Regions from separate parts of the Muntiacus reevesi genome. Here region 2 is linked to region 1. The links are chromatin contacts, called in public Hi-C maps. All regions are on one chromosome and are shown on one strand. The core of a region is the stretch at or near the end of the contact, and the rest is flanking DNA. Distances in the headings are between cores, read along the strand shown. Region 1 holds the start of UBE2K (ubiquitin conjugating enzyme E2 K). Region 2 holds the start of PDS5A (PDS5 cohesin associated factor A).

What was found. A called contact is a pair of places that touch in the nucleus more often than the background predicts.
Region 2: a Hi-C map of muscle shows a contact between it and region 1, with 12 times the contacts expected there. The contact joins the promoter of PDS5A here to the promoter of UBE2K in region 1. A contact is called at or near these places in 2 of 3 Hi-C or Micro-C datasets (blood and muscle).

What each region holds. Positions count from the first base shown.
Region 1 is chr16:55,190,447-55,196,296 of mMunRee1.1, reverse strand. UBE2K (ubiquitin conjugating enzyme E2 K) reads right to left here and starts at 4,441. Exons shown (of 7, transcript XM_065907254.1): 1 at 4,197-4,441. The coding sequence starts at 4,259. SMIM14 (small integral membrane protein 14) reads left to right here and starts at 4,736. Exons shown (of 5, transcript XM_065907489.1): 1 at 4,736-4,962. The coding sequence starts at 4,815.
Region 2 is chr16:55,412,311-55,418,378 of mMunRee1.1, reverse strand. PDS5A (PDS5 cohesin associated factor A) reads left to right here and starts at 3,933. Exons shown (of 33, transcript XM_065907581.1): 1 at 3,933-4,306; 2 at 5,165-5,342. The coding sequence starts at 5,205.

The DNA of each region.
Region 1 (5,850 bases), core at 3,192-5,691:
GCTATATTAATTTTTTGTACCGTTACTGTCCATTCATCTTTTAGATGAATTATACTACAAACTCTATATAGTTAACCGTCTTAAATGTTCTTCTAAAGAGTTCTGTCTACAGCAGTGGTTCTCGACATTTGACAAGTATGGAGACATTTGTAGCTGATACAACGGCAGGGACCTGGTCGGGAGGTGGGAGAAGATTGCCGGTGCTATTGGCATCCAGTGCTCTTAGTCAGCGCTAGTGCTGAACATCCTACAACGCACAGGAGAACCACCCACAACAAAGGAGTCATCACCTGTCCTACATGTCAACAGTGCCAAGGCCGAGAAACCATAGTCAACAGAAATTAAAAGACTTCCCATTGAAGATTTGTAACTAGTTCTATACAGAATAGTCAAGTAAAGATTTATAACTAGTTCTATACAGAATAGTCAAGTATATAAAATTTAAAATGACAACAAGTACAAAAATCCATTTAAATACCTAAGGGAAATTTATACAATAGTAGTTTTCATGAAACCAATTTGTTAATGCCACATATTTAAATATTCCCTATGAGAATCCTAGAAAATCTTAGCAAAATGCAGTTACAATATGAAAAAAACTACAGGTACCATACAGGAAGAGAACAAACAAGGGTATGTGGACTGATTTACGGGCATTTTACTTCAGTGAACTTCAAATTTAAAAATATTCTGCATACTGAAATGTAAGCAAACCTTTAATTACAGGCAATGCTTAATGTTTAAACAATTAAATTAGGCTGCATTTAAATCTTTTAATCAGTAATACGAACCAGGTTCAATTATTTTTAAATAATTAAAAGTATACCTACACTTGACAAGTCAGAAGAGCATGGTACAATATAAACACCAGCAAACTTAGATCTAAATCCCAACGGTGCATGTTTGCAGACAAATAATTTAACTTCTCTGAATCTCAATGTTCTCATCTAAGAAATAAAAAATCTCATTCAAGGACCTGTTCTTGAGAATTAGCAGTAATGTATATAAACAGATGGAGCTGCTAGTTCCTTCACAAATGATGGTTGTTAACACCAGTAACAATTTATAGTAAATAACAATATAACCTATGAGTACAGATCATAGCTTTACTCTGTCCTCATAAGCTACAATTCACTTATGTAATTCAACTAAAAAAACACCTATTAAGTGTACTTTAAATCAATTTTCTATTCCTTGCAACTTTGAAATATTACTTAAACCTACACAGATTTAAATAAATTAATATCTCAGACAAGTGACAGATTGCCAAACACAGTCTCATGGAAAAAAGGCCTACATGGTTTATTTATTTTTAGTAAATAACATATTAGCATGACTCAAAATTCAAAAGGACTCTTTTGATGCCTGTTGCCTCAGACATCCAATTCTCCTACAGAGAAACAATGTTACCAAGTTCTCATTCATCCTTTCACCTATCCAAATACACATACTCCCCTACTTCTGACACTAATGGTGGCCTCCTCTCACTATTCTGATTCTACCCTGTACTTTTCACATTTAATTTATCTTGAGGCTGTATTTTAATTAACAACACACTCCAACAGTGGCCATTGACAACTTCTTACCGCCAGATGTAAACTATCTTTACAAAGACACTTAAAAGGGGGGAGGGGGAACCCTTAAAATCAACTGAGATTCTTAGTAAACACAAAAATATGAAATAAACTTCAGTAAAATGAAGATTTACATAGATGACGTGAGGAAATACTTGACTATTACACCAGCCACTCAAATACTGCATTTACATACACAAAAAGGAAACATGCGGATTGTACTTCAATGCACTGAAAATAATCAACAGGGAATTCCTTGGTGGTCCAGTGGCTAAGACTCTGCGCTCCTGATACAGGGTGGCTGGGTTCGATCCCTGGTTAGGGAACTAGATCCCACATGCCACAGCTAAGACTCTATGCAGCCAAATAAATAAAAATAAATGTTTAAAAAAAAAAAAATCAACAGAATCCACCTATAGAATTGGACTTGTTAAGTATCAATGAAATAAAATACATTGGTGAAAATGAAGCTATTTATTGGTTATATTTTCCAATATTAAATTATCTGACGCTTTCCTAAATGTTCTTTCTGGAAGAAGTTTCATTCCAGATTTATAAAGGCATTGTTCTTAAAAAAATAATTTTCCTGTTTGGATTTTGTTTTCTTCCTCTGAAACACTATGTCACTTACTTGAAACAAGGTTTCATCATTGCTTATATATAAAAAGCTGTATTATTTTAACAATATGCATTACTAGAGCAATACAAGATTTCCTTTAAACTTCAAGTACTAAGAATATCATGGTGAAAAGCCACCTCACATAATGCAGACACCATACAAATTATGAGAGCAGTGACCACTTTTAAGTAATAGAAAATAAAGCATTAAAGTCTTATATTAAGTTTCAGGCTTGTGCAACTATATTAAAGAAGAAATGTTCTAGGCTACTGGCAGTAATATTAGCTGCAAACTTTCATTAGGAAGATATATGTCAAGTATCCTGGAAAATATTTTCTTACTAAAGAAAAATTTAGAATCACTGTCTCACTATGTATCACAGTGCAGGTATTTATGATTCTTTTTCTGCACTATACCACAAAAACACAAAGTCATCCTTCCATTCAGAGTTTTGGCACTTGAACAAATACAGAGGTCAGAGTTCATACACATGCTCTGTAAAACTAATCATTACTTATATATTATTATATTCAATAAATCTGCTAGGATTTGGCATTTTTAAACAATTTTAAAGAATCTTCTCCACGTCTAACTGTAAAGATACACAATCACTTCAGATTCAGTGGCACAAATAAAGTTCAAGTGCTTGCTATCAGACTAGTCAATAACTCATCACATACTTAGAGTGCTGAATTTCACAAATCTTTGAGATCATTAAAGTACCAACGTAAGAGAAAAACACAAATAACAATAATATATTCGATAATGATAATGTGACATCTTGAAAATAACCATTCAGTATTTTTAATCTTTGTTGAGTCCAAGGAGGAAAAACAAACTAACATTCTCGTTGATTTTGGGTGTGAAAACCTAACTGTACTATACTTTCATAATTTTGAGTCAAATTACCAAAACATTTAAAATACATTAACAAATGTGGCCAATATCAGCCAATCTAAAATTTCTACAGGACTCAAGAGTAGCTTGAAACAAAAACATTTTTAATCATTTCAGATATATGTTGGGATAAACCTACTTAATAAGGAAACATAACAATGTATTAATCTGAAATCTCATGTTTTTAAGCAGGGCAGTTTTTCAAAAGTAAGAATTAACTATGGGGACATCATAATGAAGTTTCATGGCACAACACAAGTGTCACAAAGGCATTGTCTTAGGACAGACCCTCTCATCTGTAACTTGTAAACAGTATTTTGAAATAAGCTACTCATACACTCCACAATTTTTTCCTAATCCTAGCTAAAAATATTTAAACGTCTTTAATATACCGAACCTGCTTTTACCCAGTCAAAAAGCCTCAGATGTCAATCGAAAAAGAGGCCTAGAATGTCGGAGTAAGTGGAAATGAGAGATAATGGTCTAATACGGAATTAATTTTCTATCTCAGGTGAAAATTCCCTTATCGCCCACTCAAATAAGCTAGTACCCCATTATGCCTTCTCATTTCTCCCAACACCCCACCGAGACGGAGTTAACTCCGAACGTCCTTCTTTCATCAATCACTCCTTCCGTAGGAAAGGACGGTGGCAGCCAGACCGGCTATAACCCAGAATACCCTGAAAAGTGTGGGCCTTCGAGCAGCGCGGCTCTCCGGATCCAGTTACCACCTTTCCCCTTCCCCCAACCCACTTCCCGGGTTTTCTCAGGCTCGGCCTGCTACCTCCCCACCCTGGTCACACTTCCAGCTGCTGCCACTGCCGTGGGGCGCTCTCTGGAGCTCACGCCCGCCGATAAGCGCCCTTTCTCCATCTGCCCCCGAAACCTTGTTCCTCCCCAGAGCCCCCGCCCGCGAGACCGTCCACCCCAGGGCCCGGGGAGGGGAGGGGAGGGGAAGGCGGCGGGAGGAGGGGAGACGGCTGCTTCCCCACAGGCGGAGGGCGGCCGCCGAGCAGGCCAGCGGGGGTTACGGGGGTGTCGGGACTGCCGCCGGAAGGGCCCTCCCGCCCGGGCTGAGTGGGGACGTCCGGGAGCTCATTTCTGACCTCCTCGCTCTTCAGCACCTCCTTGAACTCTCGCTTGATTCGCTGCACCGCGATGTTGGCCATGTCTCCGCCCGCAGCTGATTCGTACCCGCCTCCTCCGCCACCGCTACGACCGCCGCCGCCGCCGCCACCTCTTCCTCCACCGCCTCCTCCGCCGGCGATTCACACCCGGGCGCACGGACGCTGCCACTGCCAGCCCGGCCGCCGCGCTATCTCCAGTGTGGAATCACCTCCGCGCCCGGCCACCAAAATGGCGCCGGGTCCGCGCATGCGCACGACGCCGACCCGGCCGGGCGGCGCAGCCGCTCCCGGTGCAGCCCCATACGCCTCAGCCGCGAACCTGCGCCGCGCCGTGCGGCGCGTCTCCGCCTGAGCTGCGGCCGCGTGGCTCCGCCCCGCCGACGTCTGGGGCCAGGCGGGTGCGGCCTCCGTGCGGGCCGGGGCTTCCCGGGCCTCACGGGTCGTCTCCGGCGCCTCCGCCCCTGTACGAACGGAGCTGGTACGGGGGAGGCTTCCAGACCTTCGCCTCTAACCGAAGGTTCGAGTCCAGCCTGACGGGCTCGCGCGGCCCCCTCTGGGCTTAGAGCGTCGCCCTGACTCAGCCGGACCACGGGCTTGATGTATCCGGCTGTGTCTAGTGTCGGAACACACTGTCCGGGAACCCGGTCTGGCCCATTTTCTCTTGGTTCTGAAAAGCCACTGCGGTTCGTTTTTGCCCTGCAGCCGTTACGGTTCTGTTACTGCAGACCTCCCAGGATCTTTCCAGGTACAACAAATCATTGCATTAAGTGTGGTCGTTGTGTCTCAGCTGTAGTTGAGACCGGGTCTCAGTGGAGATGCCTGAGATGGGTTTAGAAGCCAGATGTTGATCTTTGGCCTACTTAAGATAATTAATAACAAGCCGTGGAACGAAAACCATAGCTTTAAAGTTTGAATGCACATGAGGATCCCTGGAGAGCTTAAGAAAAAACAAAAAAGAGTGTAAGGTGGGCCTAATTTGCATTTTTAGCAAGTTCTCAGGTGCTGCTGCTCGTGCTGTTGGTTCAGATTCCACAGTATGAGAACCACTGAACTAAGATATGCGAAAATAGTTTATGTTAAAGGGAAAACTAGAGAAACCTATGCTTCTTGGGGAGGAAGGACAGCGTTACTTCTGTAGGCCTAGAGTGTACAACAGTGGCTGGTGCTAGTAGGCACTCAATGAATATTGAATGAATAAATGAGCAAACAGTAAATGTTTTAAGCGGGAAGTAAGTTTGAAAGGCAGTTTAAAAGTGATTTCTAGGGCTGCCAGTAATATGGTTTTGATACTAAGGGATGCTTTGAGTAGAAAACATTTTGTAATAAATAATATTTATTTAGAAGTTTATATTTCATGCACTTCTTTCACCTAACTAATCAGTAAAGCGTCCTGTTAGGAAAATATTACAAATACACCATCTTAGCAAAAATTACTAAAATTGTGGCAGTAAAAAAAAAAAAATAAGCCCCTGGGTATGAGTCATTCAGTGGAGGCACATGGCAAAAAAAGAATTTCTTGAACTCCTGCCGCAGGAACCAAGAGGGGATTTTAAATTCCAGCCCTCTTCCATACCAGCTCTCTCTCTTTCAACCTTGATTTCCTCTTCTGCAAAATAAGGAAGCTGGATGAGCT
Region 2 (6,068 bases), core at 2,684-5,183, 220 kb before region 1:
CCAACATCTTGAGCCTTGCTTTTGAACTTTATAAACAGGTTACCATATTATGTCACTAAGATTTACCCAAGTTGTTTATATCTGTAGTTTCTTTCGTATTTGAAAATATTTAGTCTTAGTTTGCTAAATAATACTTAATTTTGATAAAAACAATTTTAAGAAAGCTAATATAATTAATGATGCAGGTCAGCTTTCACACTTTAAATTGAAAAGAGATGTGCATCAAGCCAAAGATATCAGACAGGATTCAAATAAAGTCTTTAAATTACCATGACAAACAAGTTAATCATTAACATCTTGATCATACTAAGCCAAAATGATTCAGACTTTATATTTTTAGTCATCAGTGAAACATGTAAAATTCATTTCATTCACCACAGATAGATATGGTATTATCCTGTGCCTACATATATTTGTTCTAGCCAAGCTGTCAGTGATATCTGGAAAGACTCTAAAATAAAATACCATTTTTTTTAGTTTCACTAATTATGACATATCATTAAAATTTCTCTGGGACCAGAGGTACATGGAAGTTTCAGATTTGTAATTTGTGAAATTACTCAGGATAAACTTAGCTAGTTACATTTTAAATTGAAAAGCAAATAAAGAATTTCAGATAAATAGAAAACATATTTATAAAATCTGCTTTAAATATCTTAGATATTTTTGCATTTTTTCTGTTGGTATTTTTACCTTCATTCACTTTCACTATAAATGGCTTTAGTGTCCTATTGCCCCAGTTCATCCTTTGAAACTGCCACTCTGTTCAACCTCTGCAGTATTTAGTGCGAACACAGTTTATCCTCTACCCTCACCTTCTGGCAATCACTCCTACAAACTCTGTTCTCTAGAACTGCACTGTCCAATATAGCAACCACTAGCCACATATCGTTGTTTAGATTTTTTAAATTAAATTAAAAATTTAGTTCCTCCATTTCATCAGTCACTTTTCAGGCATTTTATAGTTGCATGTGGTTAGGACCTACTGGACAAAGCAAGTGTGAAACATTTCCATTGTTGTGGTGGCCCAGAGTTTGGATCTAGAATTTCTATGTAGAGAGAATTCATGGTTGGTAAGGTGATTGAAATAGGGGGTTGGGGGTTTGTCCTGAAGCTGCATTGGATGTCATTTTGTACACAGATTGTATGTTTGTACATGTGTCTATGGGAGGGGGCTGATGGAAATTATATGAGTGCAGAATAAGGCTCACAAAGTCAAGCCACTCTTTTATACAATTATTGTTCTAATCACACCAAAGTCTTTTCCTCAAAAAGAAATTGCACTTAATTACCTCCAAGCCTTTTTTCACCTTGTGGTTATCTCTATTAGCTATTGCTCTTCTCACAACTACTCAGTAACAATTCACCCTCCAATGCCCAGCCTCAAATAGCCCTCCCTTTGGGAAGTTCCCATAGCATTCCTTTCTTAGGCTCTTAGACAATACAATTTAAATCCCTATTGTGGAATAAATCACAGCCTTGCCTCGAATTATGGTACGTATGCCTGTGATTCCTCCATTAGACTCTGTTCCTGTCAAGAGCAGGAACTTTGTCTTCTTGTTTTCTAAATATTTGCCCAGTGCCTAGTACAATGCCTTACAGGAGTTCAGTAACTGTTTGCTAAATTAACTTTTAAATAGCTTAGATTCTAAAAGACATCCTGACTAAAGCTATCCCAAGCACAGTCCTCCCCTTCCCAGTTAAAGATAACTTCATCCGTCACTACACAGGCCAAAAACTTTGGAGTCACCTTATTTTCTTAAATCTCTTTTTTTTTTTAATTTTTTTCATCACGTCCACTATTATTACCTAGTCCTACCATCTCTCTTTGGAATTTTTGCAGTAGTCTTATACTTGGTTGTTTTACTTCTACATTTGCATCTCCTCATTATTTTCAGCCTAGCAGCTAGAGTTACTCTTTCATTTTACATATATTAAAAAATTATGTAGAACTTAGTATGTACCAGTTACTGTTTTAGGCACTTTACAAGTGTTAATTTATTTATCCCTCACGATGACTCTCTGAAATAAAAACAATTATCCCTGTTTTACAGATGAGGAAAATGAGGCACAGAAAGATTAAGTAGTTTGTCCAAGGTTGCCTAGATCATAGAACATAAATCATATCACTTCTCTTTTTAAAGCACTTCCTTCTCAGAGTATGTGCCAAAGTCTTTCCAAAAGTAGAAGGCCTAAAAGGTTGTATGTGGTCTGCATCCTCCCTCTTCTCTACTTCATTTTCTTCCATAGCAATTTATTAATTTTTTTTGTCTATCTCTCCCCCAATAAATTAAGCTCTACCACAACAGGCAGAGATCTTTGTTCTTTCCCACTACAGATTTTATTCTCAGTGCTCAAAACAATGCCTTGTATAGTAGGCCCTCTTCACATAATTGTTCACAAATGAATGTATCACTTCTCATTTACTGTAAGTGGGAATGTTTTTTAAAAAGGAATTAAAAACAGAAATTTCAGAATTCCTATAATTTAGAATTTACAAGTTCAACCTATTGATGTGTTACGATCCTTAGGGCTTACTATCTTTTGAGTGTTTATAAAATCAAACATTATTAACGAAGTAGGTAGTTAAAATTACAATTTTATGGATATATACAAAACTCCATTTAGTAATGGGTAAATTAATAATGGCAAGAATGAAAATAAAAAGTCCCTCTTTATTTAAATGTAACAGATTTTTTAAAATCATATGTGAGAGAAAGAGCCTAAAAACAGTGTAGGTTTTGGTCAGTTTAATAGTTTGGATGAAGTTTCTTAATGAATTCTGCCTGCTACTCTAAATGTTCTGAGTTTTGGGCAGAGTTCTAGCAAATCAGCAACTGTGGTGTGTTAGATTCTGAGATAATTGCTTCCTTGTATATTACTTGAAAAACAGTTCAGTGAGGGCAGCCCCTATAATATTTTTAAGATCAAACAAAGGATGTGGAAAAGATCAATTAATATCCATCAAGAATTTAAATAATCAAATATCATTTTAAACTACAGTAGCGATCAGTTTCAAGAGCTGCAGACTATTTCAAATTATTTTCTCTTTTTAACTTCATCTTTGGAAATTATATATGTGCTCCCGAGGTTCATTTGGTTCAGCTTTTTATTTTAAACTGCTCAAACACCACTGCATCGGGTTTTCCTTTGGATGAACGAAAAACCTATCCTTTGGTATATTTAAAAAAAAATTTTTTTAACGAGTTACTCCATATTCACAAGACCTATGTATCGAATTTGTAAACATGCTTATTTCTGAAGTCCAGTCTCAGAAATCCTGATTTTCTAGGTTCGGGAGTGCAGTCCAGAAAATTTCGTCTATTCTTTGAGAACTACTGGACTCAATGCAGTTTTCATATTTTGCAGTTTTCAAAATATTAATTTTAGACATCTAAAGAGGAGAGGGCAAACTCTGGAGGCTGTCAAAAGAAACAGGAATGAGCAGCACACGTTGTGCCATGTTGCAAAACTTTTCCTCAGGTTGCAGATCTTCTGTCCCTAGGGAGGAAATCAGTTCGTTATCACCGACTAATTAACCATTTTTCAACCATGTCCATCCACGTCGTTTAGGATGAACCCCAAAAGTCATGAACTCATCTCCGCGGCAAACACTGAAGAAACTCCGTTCGTGCAACTTGGCCCCAAAAGGCCGCGGGCGCCGGGTCGCTTCCCGCCAGCCAGGCTCCTCCTCTGCTCGCCTTCTGGGTCCGGTCCTCCCGAAGGCGCTCGGAGCGGCAGGTCTTGGCGCCAACCGGGTGGCGGCGCTGTTTGCTCCGCGCGCGCCGCTCGAGGCCCGAGGGAGGCGGAGGCAAGGCCGGCGGAGGAAGGGGCGGGGGCGAGGCGCGCGCCCTGCTCTCGCGTGCTCTCGCGCCGCTCGCGTGACCGGCCGCTGTGTGCGAGAGGCGCCGGCTGCCGGGAGCACGGGCGGCAGCGCGCGCCGCTGCGAGGGGCGTCCGGGTCCGGCTCGCGGACCCGGCCGGCGCGAGGTGCGGGCGGGCGGGCAGCCGGGGTCCGGGGCGGACACACGCGCACACGCTCCCGGAGGAGCCTCCTCCGAGGCTGCTCTTCCTCTGCCTGACGGAGAGCGGCAGTGTCTCCCCGCCCAGCTCTCACTCGCCCCGCGTCTCCCCCCGCGGCGACTGCTCCTCCTCGGCACCGCCAGCCCCAGCGCCGCTCCGGGGCGGGCGGCGGCGGCGGCGGGACCCGCGGAGCCGCTTTGTGTGCAGCCCGGAGAGGGGCGGCGGCGCAACCACCTGACAGAGGCCCGGGCGCTCGATGCACCTTCCGCCCGCATGAGGAGGAGGTAAAGGCGGCGGCGGCTCGGCTCCCGCCCTCGGCTGGGGAGGGAGGGGACGGAAGGGGAGACCGGGGGTGGGGGGGGCGCGGGACGGAGGCCCGGCGGGGCTGCCCGGAGGTGCCGGTGAGGCCTCGGCGGCTCCGGACTGCGCCGAGTGGCCGGGGGCGAGAGGAGCCGCCGGGGTCCCTGAGCCGAAGTTGAAGGAACAAAATGTGAAGTGCGGAGCCGCGTCAGCCGCTTCCTGGCTCGGGGTTCGGGGCGGAGGGCAGCTTGTTTTCTCCTCCCGCGGGGGTGAGGGACCGGGACACGGGAGGGGCGGGAGCGTGGCGGGGACACCGGGGGTCCCGAAGCTTTGCCCGGCAAGGGCGTAGGTTCCCGGGAGCCGCCGCTGCGTGTGGGTCCCGTTGGGTCCCTAGTTTTGCGGCCTAAGCCGAGCCCTATAGGCCTCGCGTCTCCTTTCCCGGAGGGGACCGGCCGGGCGGGCATTCGAGGCTTCTCTCTGACCGAGCCGGGGCCTCAGGGGCCTCGCTGGGCTCTCGAGGCCTCCAAACTTCGGACCTCGGTGCTTGGGGGTGGGATTTCATTGTGAAAGGGGGAACGGGAAACTCCTGGCGCTGCTCGGCGCTTCCCGCGGCCGCCGGTGCCAGGGAGCCGGGAGGGCCCGGGGTCTGCGGGGCCCGCGTGGGTGGGGGCGGCGAGGCGGCCACCAGGCTCCAAGCCCCGGGGAGGAGCGGGGAGGGAGGCCGCCGCCGAGCCCCCGGCCTCCCTGGAGAAAGGACCCTCTGCAGATTAGGGTTTTTGAAATGAAAAAAGAGGTTACAAAGTCGCCCCTTTCCCGCTGAACTTTTGTTTTCTGACCGATAGAGGCCGGTAGAGGACCGTGAAGGAAAAGTTGTCCCCCAGGATGGACTTCACCGCTCAGCCCAAGCCTGCCACGGCCCTCTGCGGCGTCGTGAGTGCCGACGGGAAGATCGCTTACCCTCCGGGGGTGAAGGAGATCACCGACAAGATCACCACGGACGAAATGATCAAACGACTGAAGGTAAGTTTCTCCGGACAGAATGTTCACACCGCAGACGTTTGTGGTAGGAGGTGCTCTCTCCAGGGGTATTACTGCTCTGCTGGGCCTGGCCTTAAGTTTCAGCTACCAGGCTTTTTTCTTTTTTTTTTTAAGATATTTTACGTCTTTTCTTTTACCCCCTTCTGAAAGGTATCGTTCTGTCTTGGCTTTATCTTAAAATAGTAATGTCTGTTAAGGGCATAATCATTATGGGAAATTAAAAGAGTATGTATGTGATATTTTTTAATTCTACTTTTTTTCCTCTAAGTATAAAAATTGGAGTATTTTTTAAGCTTTTTTTTTTTTTTTGTCTAGAAATATTTTTGAGAATACTATTCAAAGTAGCTTCCAGCTTTAAAGGTAGGCAATAATTTGCCTAGGAAGGTTTTCGTCAGCTTCTAGGAGACTGGTTTAAGTGCAAAATGCATTTTAAAAATTATCACAATTTTCTGATATCCAAAAACTTAAATATGTAAATAGTATGATTAAACTTTAACAGAAAGTACTGACTTTTCAAAATTCAGGCTTGAAGTAGAGTGATGACTTATGTCCACATGTTCAAAGGGGTTTTAAGGGACAGTGATTATGGCTTATTTTATAAGGGGTCAGCTTATTTTTAAACATGGTGGGCCTAATGTGAAGGTTGTAAGTTTCAGCCTTTAGGTAAGTTAATTTTTTGTTTTCTGTTGCATGGTTATAGATTGTGGC